Linked DNA regions of Rattus norvegicus: region 1 is linked to region 2. The links are chromatin contacts, called in public Hi-C maps. All regions are on one chromosome and are shown on one strand. Each heading gives the region's core, a stretch centred on a gene start, on an enhancer-like site or on the middle of the called end of the contact. The rest is flanking DNA. Distances are from core to core; before and after follow the strand shown.

Region 1 (6,599 bases), core at 2,556-5,055, 160 kb after region 2:
CAAACAAACAAAAAAACAAAAAAACCAACCAAACAAACAAACAAAAAACCTAGTTCCTAGATGGTATGTTTGCCTTGACAGCAGCCCTGGGTTCCAGATATAAGAACCTCTGGTTTTCCCTGCGGAGAAAAGCTGTGGTTGCCATTCTTATCCTCCTTTTCAGCTAATCTCATCACATCCCTAGGTGGGAGGTAAAAGTCCAGAAAGTTCACAAGAACAACTTCTGAAACAGAAAGCAGTCCCTCACTCTGAAGCACAACCAAGCCTTCTGTACTCCTCTGTCTTTTACTCTGTCATTTTGAGGAGAAGGCGAAGCTGGGGCTGCTCTGACATCGGTGGTAAATGCCCAGGGATGCTTCATGGGTGTTAACATATTTGAATAAATTCCCTTTTCACCTAGCACGGTCAGCTAAAGGACCTTTAGAGAATGAAGCACAAGGCAGATATGTCCTTATAAGAGAAGTCTAAGAAGAGAGAGGGGTGGCTTAGGAAAGAGCCCAAGAGGAGGGTGCTGCTAACAGAGAGGAGTTGAGTATCAGAGTGGACGGTGCTAGAAGTTGTCCCTGGGAGCCTATGGACTGTAGGATGCTATTAGGAAGGCAAAACGAATAATTAATATAAGCATTCAAAAGACCCCAGAGAGGACCTCACCTTCTTTCCACTATTAAAATGTGTCACAAGTTACATTCAACACCTCCACAACATCTGTTGCCCTATTGTACACTTACTACCTGTTGTTCAAAAACAAAAACAAAACAAAACCCCAAAAAACAAAACTAGTAATTTAAATTTTTTCCTTCAGAAACTATTTATTTATTTATTTATTTATTTATTTATTTATTTATTTATTTATTTAACATTTAAGACAAGTTTATTTCTAGGACCAAGGGTCAGGGTTCTTTATGACACCCTGTAATTTCCTGCTCCAAGACTACCGAAGGGGTTCTTCGGAACCTGCATGTACGTGCACAAAGCCATGTAAAAATACACTGACAGCACATAATTAAAATTAAACGAATCGTCAAACAAATCAATCTTTACTCACGAATGTTTTTCTTGTGCAAGCATTCACTCCTGTAACAGCCGTGTTGAGGCATTTAAAGGCTGACTGACAGCTGTTCCTTAGCATGGCTTGATTCATGTAAGAGAAAACAAGATGATATGTTTGCCGTTGGAGAAATCAGTCCTTCTAAGTTGATTGTATCATTTGGGAAGATTTAAGACCTGGTGCCCTGGTGGAGGAAATATGTCACTGGAGGTGGCCTTGAGCATTTACATCCACATGCCATCTCTAGTTCCCACTCCTGGCCCATGCTGCAGGTCGAGGACAGGAGCTCTGAGCATCCTCCTTCTCACAGCTGATGTAATGATACTTTGATGGTGTGCAACCGTAAGACAAATTAAACTGTTTTATGAGTCTCCCGAGACATTACGTTTTATCACAGCAACAGAAAAGACATTGATACACACCCATACAGTTTTCTACCTGGATGAGGTTTTCGTGTGCGTGCAATTAAAGAGAAGTGCAAAATCTAAAAGGGGTTTTTTGTTTGTTTGTTTGTTTATCATTTAAATCCGGTGGTTTTGCCCCATGAGTTTGCAGGTGCATTTAAAATAAAAGGGAACATCGTGCATGAACAGGCAGTTGACACTTGTCAGATTACTTCGCTCCAGCACAATTTTGTGTAACTGAACATAATGATCTTACTAACTATTTATAGTCAGATTCTCCTCGTTATGAGCTATAAAAGAAAACATACTGGATAGAAAACCGATGAATGTTTGAGGACGTGAAAGAACTCATAATGCACAGAAATATTTTAAAACAAGCCAGACATAGTGATGTGTGACTGCAGTCCCAGCTATTCAGAAGGCTGAGGCAGGAGGACAGTAACATTTATGCCAAGACTCAAAACAAACTTTACCATGAACATCACAGCTTCTACGAACATTTAAAAGAGAGAGAGAGAGAGAGAGAGAGAGAGAGAGAGAGAGAGAGAGAGAGAGAGAATGTATCCAGGAGACAAACAGATGCCATTCTGCTTTACTAGTTATTGGTATGGCTTCAGGCTCCCTCGGACACCAACATGGCAACAAGTTTCACAGGGCCTGCCGGGATGTAGACAAGCCTCATCTTGAGTGGTGATCTATACAGTGCACAGTAATGTTGGTGTGTCTCCATGAGAGCTTGAGCCCTGCTCCCTCTTTCAGTTGCCTTGGAACCACTTCCTGCTTCTGTTGGGGGAGAGCCACCGGCAATAGCTCTCTATTGTTTGAACAGTTTGGCTCCTGCTATTTAATACCAGCTAAAGAGACTTTTCTTTCCTTTCATGCCCAGAGCATTCCCCATACTCATCTTGCCTGACCCTCAGAAACTTGAGCGTTTTGTTTGTTTGTTTTTTGCGTCTTTCTTTTGCATTTCACATCTATCTCTCCGATGACCCCTCCCACTCCTCATCTGCGGTGTTAGTTGGCCTTTTGTTTCCCTTGTGTCCTTTTGAACATGGGTGGACATTGCCATCACTGGTTACATTCCTGTGCCCGCTGTACTATGCCCTCCTTTAAATATGTGCCAGGGCTTCCTCTGTGTCCCCTGTTTCCTGAGACAGTGCTCACTGCATCATGGATGTTGGGTAAGCATTTAATGATAAAAGAAGATAGAAAATAATTGGGGAACAGTCTCCCGAGATAAGTCTAATCAAAGTGGAAAATCTTGATAGAATTAATAAAACATAATAGCACTTTATTGATAAATCCGACTCTCACAAGTTCTTTGAAATAATCTTGCAAGAAACAAGCATGTGTATCTGCTGAGAATGGTTATTCTGTTTTGAGTTGAAGGAGTGAAATTGGCCTTTTGGACTCACTTTTGGTAGTATGTTTTGTCTTTCAAACTAATACCTCCAGCTTTGACGACTTCCATGGAAGAGGTACTTAATGACCCAGGTCTCAAGTTCCCACCAGACCCTGCGTTCAGAAGCTCCTCCTGTCTGGATGCACAGCTCCTGTGAATCACCCTGGGGCACCTCAAGCCATTTTCCTCTAGCATTTAATGGATACATTTACTTTACTTCTGTTTCTGACTCCATTAAAGAGAAGGGGAAAAGTTTGACTACACGAAGCATACTACTCAAAGAAGGGGCGTCTGGGTTTACATTTTACACCCCACCAAACTTTGTGTTTTGCTTTCATTTGATAGCGAACCGGGGAAATGGCGCGTCCAAAATCCTCCAAGGCCAAGGTTTTATTGGAGTCACAGTTTAAACAAAACTTCGACAGACTTAAACTCAAAGGAAACCCGACTCTCAGGTCAGGGGCATGCATTCGGAGAGCAGAGCTCAGAGTAGCTGCCTGTGGCCAGAGTCGAGGGTAGGATTTTAAAATACTAACACAGATAAAAAGCAAGACAGAGTTAAATCTCCCGGCCGGCTGACTCCGCTTCATTATCTCCTGCAGCATATGGGACCATTCTCTTACTTGTCCTCGCCTTTTCTTCCGCAAAAGCAAAAGCGACCAAGCCTGTCCCGCTTCAGAGCTAGCTACTCTTTGTGCCTGCTCATAGCTTCTGCCACCACCACCACTACTTCCTTCTCCTCCTGTCTGCTGCGGGCTCCAGTCCGGGCTCGGAGGGAAAGGGCTCCCTTTGCGCTGTGAAGCGGGTGCTGCGATTGGGCGACGGTCCCTGAGCCTAGAGCTCAGCGTCGGTTTCAAGGCTCCTCCCTCCCGGTGAAAGACAGACTGCGGGGCGCCTAGAAACCGGTTGGAGGGCGCGCGAGGGAGAGGAGAGGCTGCGAGTTGAGGGATTGACACAAATGGTCTGGCGGCGGCGGCGGAGGAGGAGGCGGAGGCGCAGGGGGGACCCGGGGCGGCTAGGCTGCCCAGAGTTGCGCGCTCCTCTGCGGGGCTGCGGCCACTAGCAAGGCGCTGCCGGGCAAGAGCCACAGCCCGCCGCGGGCCGGGAAAGAGGGACGCGACCCCGGCGCGCCCAGACCACTCCTGCTCTCCTCGCCGCCCGCGCTTCATGAACCGCAAGTTTCCGCGGCGGCGGCGGCGGCTGCGGGACGCGGAGCAGAATCCCGGGGAGCGGGCAGAGCGCGGCTTTAGCCCGACGGAGGGCACGGGCGAGAACCAGATCTCCCCGAACACAGTGGGAACTGCCACCCGCCACGCCGCTGCCTGCCCTAGCCGACCGGCGCCGAGGAGGGAGCCGAAAAAGTATGGCTGAGGAGGCGGTGCCTAGCGAGTCCCGGGCCGCCGGCCGGCCGAGCTTGGAACTTTGTGCCGTAGCACTCCCCGGCCGGCGGGAGGAGGTGGGGCACCAGGACACGGCTGGCCACCGCCGGCCCCGGGCTGACTCCCGGTGCTGGGCTAGAGGGCTACTGCTGCTTCTTTGGCTGCTGGAGGCTCCTCTGCTTTTGGGGGTCCGAGCGCAGGCGGCGGGCCAGGTATCCGGGCCGGGCCAGCAAGCTCCGCCGCCGCCCCAGCCACAGCAGGGCGGGCAGCAGTACAACGGCGAACGGGGCATCTCCATCCCGGACCACGGCTACTGTCAGCCCATCTCCATCCCGCTGTGCACGGACATCGCGTACAATCAGACCATCATGCCCAACCTGCTGGGCCACACGAATCAGGAGGACGCCGGCCTGGAGGTGCACCAGTTCTACCCGTTGGTGAAGGTGCAGTGCTCAGCCGAGCTCAAGTTCTTCCTGTGCTCCATGTACGCGCCTGTGTGCACCGTACTGGAGCAGGCGCTGCCGCCCTGCCGCTCCCTGTGCGAGCGCGCGCGCCAGGGCTGCGAGGCACTCATGAACAAGTTCGGCTTCCAGTGGCCAGACACGCTCAAGTGCGAGAAGTTCCCTGTGCACGGCGCAGGAGAGCTGTGCGTGGGCCAGAACACTTCCGACAAAGGCACCCCGACTCCCTCCTTGCTGCCGGAGTTCTGGACCAGCAATCCGCAGCACGGCGGCGGTGGTTACCGCGGCGGCTACCCGGGAGGTGCCGGCCCCGTGGAGCGGGGAAAGTTCTCCTGCCCGCGCGCCCTCAGGGTGCCTTCCTACCTCAACTATCACTTTCTGGGGGAGAAGGACTGCGGCGCGCCCTGCGAACCCACTAAAGTATACGGGCTCATGTACTTCGGGCCTGAGGAGTTGCGCTTTTCGCGCACCTGGATAGGCATCTGGTCGGTGCTGTGCTGCGCCTCCACGCTCTTCACGGTGCTCACGTACCTAGTAGACATGCGGCGCTTCAGCTACCCGGAGCGGCCCATTATTTTCCTGTCCGGCTGTTACACAGCGGTGGCGGTGGCCTATATCGCCGGCTTTCTGTTGGAGGACCGGGTGGTGTGCAACGACAAGTTTGCAGAGGACGGGGCGCGCACGGTGGCGCAGGGCACTAAGAAGGAGGGGTGCACCATCCTCTTTATGATGCTCTACTTCTTCAGCATGGCCAGCTCCATCTGGTGGGTAATCCTGTCCCTCACCTGGTTCCTGGCAGCCGGCATGAAGTGGGGCCACGAAGCCATCGAGGCCAACTCACAATATTTTCACCTAGCCGCCTGGGCTGTACCAGCCATTAAAACTATAACCATCCTGGCGCTGGGCCAAGTGGATGGCGACGTACTGAGTGGAGTGTGTTTTGTGGGGCTCAATAACGTGGATGCTCTGCGGGGCTTTGTGCTGGCGCCGCTCTTCGTCTATCTGTTCATCGGCACCTCTTTCCTGCTGGCTGGTTTCGTGTCGCTCTTCCGCATCCGCACCATCATGAAGCATGACGGCACCAAGACAGAGAAACTGGAAAAGCTCATGGTGCGCATCGGAGTCTTCAGTGTGCTCTACACCGTGCCGGCCACCATCGTCATCGCCTGCTACTTCTATGAGCAGGCCTTTCGGGACCAGTGGGAGCGCAGCTGGGTGGCCCAGAGCTGCAAGAGTTATGCCATCCCTTGCCCTCACCTCCAAGGAGGTGGAGGCGTCCCACCACACCCACCCATGAGCCCCGACTTTACAGTCTTCATGATCAAGTATCTCATGACGCTAATTGTGGGCATCACATCAGGCTTCTGGATCTGGTCCGGCAAGACACTGAATTCCTGGAGGAAGTTCTACACGAGGCTTACCAACAGCAAACAGGGGGAGACTACCGTCTGAAACCCAGAATCTTACCTGCCCTTTTCTGGCCGGATCCCAGCTATCGCCTGAAAGCTAGCTCCAAGGAATTCCTGCCAAGCCTAGTCACTCCAGGCTTCCTCGCCAGACACACACTTTTGCAGGCTCCTTTTTCAACAAACAGCACAGGTTCTGCAAAAGCTTCCGTCCCTGGGGTAAAGGAACGAGAGGGCCCAACTGCTAGAGGGGTTTGTTTGTGTGGACAGACCTCTCTAGCCCTCGCTCCGATACTAGGACTGTACCCTTTTATGATTGTAAATAACCTGTGTAAGATTTTTGTACGTATATTTGTATTTAAATATTATCGAATACGCGTTTTTTCTTTTTAAAAATGTTTAATTATTTAGGGCGATTTAAGCATCTCGGAGCTTTTCTCACTTGCTGTTTCCTGCGGACTGTAGAGGAAGTAACACAGAACACATTTGATGAGTGCTT
Region 2 (6,697 bases), core at 1,359-3,858:
TTTAGTTTTCGGCTTTGACAATAAAAACTAAGCAACATTTTGTATAAGAATGCTTTTGATCAATGCTGTCGGCCGAGATGGTGGGCAGCCGATAGCGAGAAACTCTTAGGATGACTCTGTTATGTTCTGCAGGAATTTGAAGGATTTAAACCATTTTTTAAAATTAATCATGTCTTTAGAAAAATGACTGTTGTGATCACTTTTCCTACTACAAAGCTTTCAAAAATAATGCATGCAGTTTGTTTTAATTATTAGGATTCGTTCACTGTGCAAGGTGATGAATTTCATGATATTTTCCTCATTTATCCTTTTCGTTTTTCACGGCTAATTAAAGCTCCATTCTATTTGCATACCGACCTTTTCTTTCTCTCCACATGTTGATGGACACCAAGGTCAGTTTAAATTAGCTATTATGACCATGCTATGCTAATCTCAGCTGAGTATCTCTAGAGTGAGCTGATATAGATGCTACTGATGTCTTCCCAGGGGCAGTATAGCTGCATCTTACGTTCGTTGTTTTCACCAGGTAAAATGTCCATTCCCAGCAGGCACACCCTCTGAGGCTGCATTCTGTCTTAGTCCTGTTGCAGGAAGATGGGTGGACTGGAAACCATCAAACTAAACAAAATATGCTAAAATCAGAAATACCAATATGGTGTGTTTTCTGTTATGTACAGAATCTAGATTTTATACATGCACATGAGCGTGTGAATGGCATGGAAGTGGGACTCTTGAGGAAGAAGAGAGGACTGTACTGTCTGGGTAAGACAGTAAAGGATAATGGAGGTGTATAGGGTCAAGTAATGGTGCATTTTAATAAAACTCTGAAATCCAATCACTTTGTACAGTGCATTTTGCAGATAATGACCATTTATACCTTGTAGTTTTTTTTTAATTTGTAGAAGTTAATAAACTGAAGCAGTTGCTGAATTCTCTTACATTGTAGTAATGGATTCAAAATAGTTTCCTACAATTCAGTTTATTTGGCGTATATGTGATGATGAGCTAACCCCCAAAATAGGTTGCCGTTAATGGAGGTACAAAATTAAGTAATGATATTTTTAAAAGTTAAAGCTCAAAATTAAGTAATAATCTCTTTAAAAGCAGCATTATCCAAGCTGTGGAAGCTACTGGGGGTGTTAGCCTGTCAAAGAGTATGGGGGGTTCTCAAGCTAGAGAACCTTCAATCTAAGTGGTTATCAAATCATCCAGTCTACTTGGGAACTGCATCTGCTCTAGCTCATGCCAGCAGGAAAACTCAGCTGATCTTAATTATATCAGTAACCACGAGCATGATTTTACCTTCTGATATATATATATATATATATATATATATATATACATATATATATTCTATAATAACAGAGTAGTGATAGAAGAAGATAGAAAGAGATGGAATAAATATCCAAACTGAAAAGCCTGATATAAAGAAAAATAATATTGGTTTAAGAATAATGATCACCATTAAAGTAAGCCCCCTTGTTCCCTCACACTAACAATGCATGATCCAGGAAGCTTTTCCCGCATAAAGGGGATCAGGGGCTAAATGGAGATAAATCTGAATTTCATAAACATATGTCCTGTGTTTTAACTGCCTCTAAATAGGCCATTTTATTTCGCTGGAGTATGAAGACTCGTGCTATTTCTCTTGTAAATCTCCCTATTTTTAGTTGTCTGACATTAGCATGTATGTGCAATCCACCAAGAATTTGAGCCACTTAAAAGATCTTTTATGATTCTGGCTGGAGAAGAATCCTTAGTATACATTCTCCAGCAAAGCGAAGGGTGAGATTCCAAGAACATATTTGCTTGCTTTTGCTTGCTTTGGAACTTCTTAACAGCTGAGCACGTTGGGAGCTTTGAAAGTTTTGAAATGAGAACTAAGGATAAACCACTAAGTCAAAGAAGACACATCTGGAAAATACAGCTCATGGCTGGGCAAACAAGGCCCACGCACATTGAATGGGGTCAGGCCAGGCTCTCCCAGCCCTTCTCCTAAAGTGCTGGTCCTGCAAGCGATCCGTGTGCTCATTAAGCAAACCGGATTTTTCCCTAAGAATGTGTATAGTTGGTATTTGTAAATGCACAGTGAATACCAAGGCCATGGTGAGGCTACCTTCGAGCATGAAAAAATAGAAAAGGAAACATTTCCCTGCTGTGTTTCTACATCCTAACGGAGCCATAAGCCCTGATTTGGAAATTTTAGAAATAGCCAAATTTTGTGGTTTTGAGCTTTCCTTGAATATTTTATCCAATTTGACGTTTAACCTCCAGAACGCATTTTAAAGATGACCTGCTAAACAGTTGTACTATAAGTGCATTAAAGCATGATGTAGGAAGTAATGTTTGGAGGAACGGTCTTTCCCTTTGTATATTTATGTTAGAGGCACTCTACTGTTTTTCTTGCCATTAGGGTATCTGACATGGATCATTAAGATTTAAACCTGCACCTTCTCACGAAGCATAAAGATCATCTTCCCCACTCTGCCACGTTCGAAGTTGATTTAGAATTACCTAACAAAGCAATATGCTGTGAACTAAGTAGGTTAGAGTTTGACATTTCTTGGCCAGCATAGCAGTGTGAAAAAGGTAAGAACACAGTCTATACACTAGGGGGAGCAGTTGAGTCAGCTAGCTCTCAAAGTCCTCCACTTGTGCATTTTGTTCACTGTTGATGACTTTTGTCATAATTCTATTTACTTCAAAGTAGCGATTTTAATTTATTTGGTGCCTGGAGAGTTCCCTTCATAATATTTTTCAAGAAAATTATTCTCTGCATCATTGATTGGCTTTCGGAGGGTGTGGGATGATCAGGTCTAAAGCCCACATTTTGGAATCACATCCTCTCATAATTTGAGGATGACTGTGCCCATTTCTGCATATTTGAATGCAGCAATAGAAGGACATGTGGAGTGTGGTTCCTCACCACACTCCGCTCCCTTGAAAATGTCACTTTCAACGTGTGAGCAAACAGCTCTCACGTTTGGTCTTGGACATACATAAATGGTATAGTTTCAAGGCCCAAGAGCTCCCCTTCTTGCTCAAACACTAGCTAGAACAGTTCCTGGGGACATTTGTTTTCATAATAATGAATCGTTAGTTTGGTTCCTTAAAGCATTGTACGGGTGTGCGTTAGGCAGATACAGTAAACCCCTTGGCACCTAGGAGTTTGCGGGCAGGGAGTCCTGAGAAGAAAGGCGAGAGGGTCAAAAATAAGAGGTGTTGTGTGGGTCCCGAAAGGTGGCCTAGAACTTCCAGAACCAGGTGGAATTAGGGAGTATGAAAGCACAGCTGGGGCACGTTCCGTGACGAAGGAATAGCTGAAGGGTTTTCCGATTACTGATCAATCGGAAATAGCAATGTGAAGACAGGGTGAGAGGTGACTGATCAATGCAATTGAAAATTTACAGCTTGGGAAGTATCCCTGTGAGTCTTGTGAAAGGAGTCGAATTGTCACATACTTAGAAATAACCAGGTTCCATTTGTTCTTGGCAGAATCTTCCAACGCTGACATCCTGTGTCTGGGCTCTCATTCAGCAGGAAGCGCAGGAGTGAGCGGAAACCTGATTTCAATCCTCCATAGAAAAAGAATATGTCTTTGGGTTTCTGAACACAGCCCTCCAGCCCATGCCTTCTTCGTAGCGTTATTGGGGAGTGTCCTGTTGTGAGAGGAATGTTGCATTTACAACTAAGTTCCAGGGACAGCTCTGCCAGTCGCCCACTCACTTCCTGCAAGTCAGACTCCTTACCTACTCCACAGCTCTCACTGCCCTGAGGGACTCATACCATTATTTTATTCTGTGTCATAGCCAGATTTCTTGTCCCTTTACTTAGGGTAGCAAAAATCCATTGTCATTAACAGTTCCTGGTGGTGGCTGAGGGCAGGCCCCATGCTGTTGGCTGTATGTCAGGTGACAGGTTTTGTTCTTCTGATGGACAGGAAATAGCCACCTTCTCTCTTGCTAATTGGCAGTGCGCGCCAGGCTTGGGAGTTGGCAACAGTCATTGTTTTTCATCCTTTGGATTACGTTTTGGCCTCTTCATCCAAAAGTACACAGGCTTCTGGTGTGGTTAATGCCATCCTTCTGCTGGGCAGCTCATTAAGGAGGAAAACGCAGCAGCAGTTTCTGAAGCAGCCCAGAGCTCCCAGGGGCAGGTAGGCTGCCAGGAGAGGCCTCTTTTGAACTGTGTCCTGAACAGATTCCAACAGGGCGGTTCTGCTTCTGCCAACATGCAGTGGGCACTGTATTCTCTGACCACTGTACCAATGGACCAAGCATGTTGTCTAAAAATGTTATCTCACACTTCTGGGAGGCAGAGATCTGAGTGTCTCTAGCACATTCCTCTGCACTGAATTACAGAAGGCAAAAATCACATATAGACCAGCTTTCTCTCTCTGCTGTAAGGGCCATAGCCTTGGTCAGTGGTAAAGTCTACCCACAGTGGAAAGTAGCATCCTGACAGTCTTGAGGCAATTAGTAAGTAACAGGGTATCCTAGGAAGCCATCCTGTTTCCATGGCGGTAAAGGATTCCCTATGCTGTCATGAGCCATGGGTGAGACAGGGCAAGCCCAGCCCTAGCTAGCTCAGACATAATCCACTTTGCCTGCTTCAGAGCAGATACGTTCAAAATTATGCATGAGGAAGGGATCGCTGTCTGTTCTTAGCACAGAGTTTTAAATGAGATTATGCTCAGGAAGCCTGGTAATAACTGCAAGTTTGACTTGACACGTCTAATACAGACATCAGCAGTACCCACGGTTGGAACCATTAGACTGTATGCTTCCTTGAGAGCTCAACTTCAACTTAATTTGAATTGACTTGATCGATATGTAAAGAGTCACATGTAGTTCGTGGCTACCGCACTCACCAACAAAGTCGTGAATCTCTATGTGAAGTATTCACTCATCAAACTTGGACCAGGCTTATCCAATGATGTCTGAAAGACATTGCATTTTACACCTAGATATCTGGAGATCTTCCTTGGTGTATATATGCGTGGTGTGCGTGCACTCGCACGAGTGTGTGCATGTGTGTGTGCGTGTGTGTGTACCACATATATATTATGTATGCACTGTATACATACACATATAAGTATATATCAAGTATATAATATATACATATATCAAGCATATATGTATACATATATAATGTATATACTTATAAACACTCTGAGAAGGCAGTAGCTCTAGAGTGCAGTAAATCTGCAGGGGAAGAGTATCAAAGAGAATCAAGAAGACGTCCCTCCCCCACCTCTTCCTGCTGCAGACACCATGCTGTTCCCTCCTAAGAGGCTCGCCTATTGCCAGTGTCTCTTCCTTTCTCCTTCCTGTGTTCTCTGCCTCTCTCTCTCTTCTGTTGGGAACTGGTAGGGGTTAGACGCACAGTTCTCTACCCTTTTTGAACTCCCTGAAGGATTCACCTCTCTGCTGTTGTTCTGATCCCCTTGATCTCCCCTCGCTCTGCTCAGAAAACATGGCAGAAGCCAGCTTCCTGCTCGCCACATAGGAGAGGCCATAGGAGACGGCTCTATTTTCCAAATGAACTTCCTAAATCGAGTACAGGCCCTCTCGCTCCACCACCTGAACACATGTATTCATATTCAAGCTCCAGAGTGCTGAAAATTACCACTTTTTAATGTCATGCATAAGCAGAAACGCAGATGTTTTTAAACTGCATTATTTAAAAGCTCCATAATTTGATCCCTTTCCTTACCACTTTGCATACTTCTTTTGTTGATGAGGAAATGTTTATGAATTTAGTGAATTTTCTGCCTCAAAATGATGAAAAATCTGGAGACAGATGATTTTAAACAGCAGTGCTATCCTTTGCCATCACTGGCCCCTACACCACCCTAATAGGCTGTGGTAAAACGAGATGACCTCCTCATTAGGGGGCCTCTCCAATGGAGTTTCTCAGGGCTCGTCTCCCACTTACAATGAGAGTTCAGTTACGGAAGCTGTCCATGTTGATGTGGGTGTCCGCCATGTGTGCCTGGTGGTTCCACACGCCTGAGAAGATGTAGTCAACAACTGTCATTAATAGGAACCAAGAGTGAGCAGAGAAGACAGAAGGATGCACGTTTTTTGGGGCATGAATGACAAGAAACTGCCTGGAGCCAAGATCATCATTGATGGCCTCCAGCCCAGCTCTGGCCTTAGATCCTCTGGGAACCTCGTGACCTTCAGAAGGAAGCTCACGAATCTCTCTGAGCTCTGCTGTTAAAGACTGGACTGCAAAGTACCCAGTGCCTTAACACCCCTAGCCCCACATATCCTGGTCACTTCCCATTGTGCTTCTCGGTGCTCCTTGCCTTTCCCAGTAAACATTTTTTTTTCTGGAACATGGTTGCTGCTTCCCTACAGGTCCCCAGGCAGCTCAAACGCCCTTAGCCTTCCCAGGGGAGCACAGTGTGCTGCTTGAGCACCATTTTGTTTTCCTTATAAATCCTTGTGCAGAAGCAGGATTCCAGTCTCCCCCATCAGTTCCTTCCTAAGAGTGATATGTTAACAAATAGCATTGTACATAATTAATGAAAAACTGTGATTTATCCTAAATCCTGAAGCACATCTTCCAGACAGTTTTCCCAATTAGACTGAAAGAAACTCACAGACAAATCACTGCTACCAGGTTCAAATGTCTAGTAGATTTTTCCCCTATGGTGTTCTGAATGCACAAAAAGAACGGGTGACTTCAA

What was found. A called contact is a pair of places that touch in the nucleus more often than the background predicts.
Region 1: a Hi-C map of Schwann cells shows a contact between it and region 2, with 7 times the contacts expected there. The contact joins the promoter of Fzd1 here to the enhancer-like site in region 2. A contact is called at or near these places in 5 of 12 Hi-C or Micro-C datasets (the A7r5 cell line, Schwann cells, frontal cortex and 2 more) and 1 of 1 datasets of contacts at active chromatin or transcription factors (oligodendrocytes).

Annotation. Positions count from the first base shown.
Region 1 is chr4:30,261,269-30,267,867 of GRCr8, forward strand. It overlaps Fzd1 (frizzled class receptor 1), which reads left to right and starts at 3,806. Exons shown (of 1, transcript NM_021266.3): 1 at 3,806-6,599. The coding sequence starts at 4,218. The coding sequence ends at 6,146.
Region 2 is chr4:30,100,228-30,106,924 of GRCr8, forward strand. All of the region lies in intron 12 of Cdk14 (cyclin-dependent kinase 14), which reads left to right. Among named protein-coding and RNA genes, the nearest start is that of Speer4cl3, 52 kb to the left of the region's middle. Within about 2 kb of position 2,609, at least 7 of the 93 cell types and tissues checked have an H3K27ac peak or open chromatin away from gene starts, as enhancers often do. A contact at or near this core is called in the A7r5 cell line and Schwann cells, where this site is marked.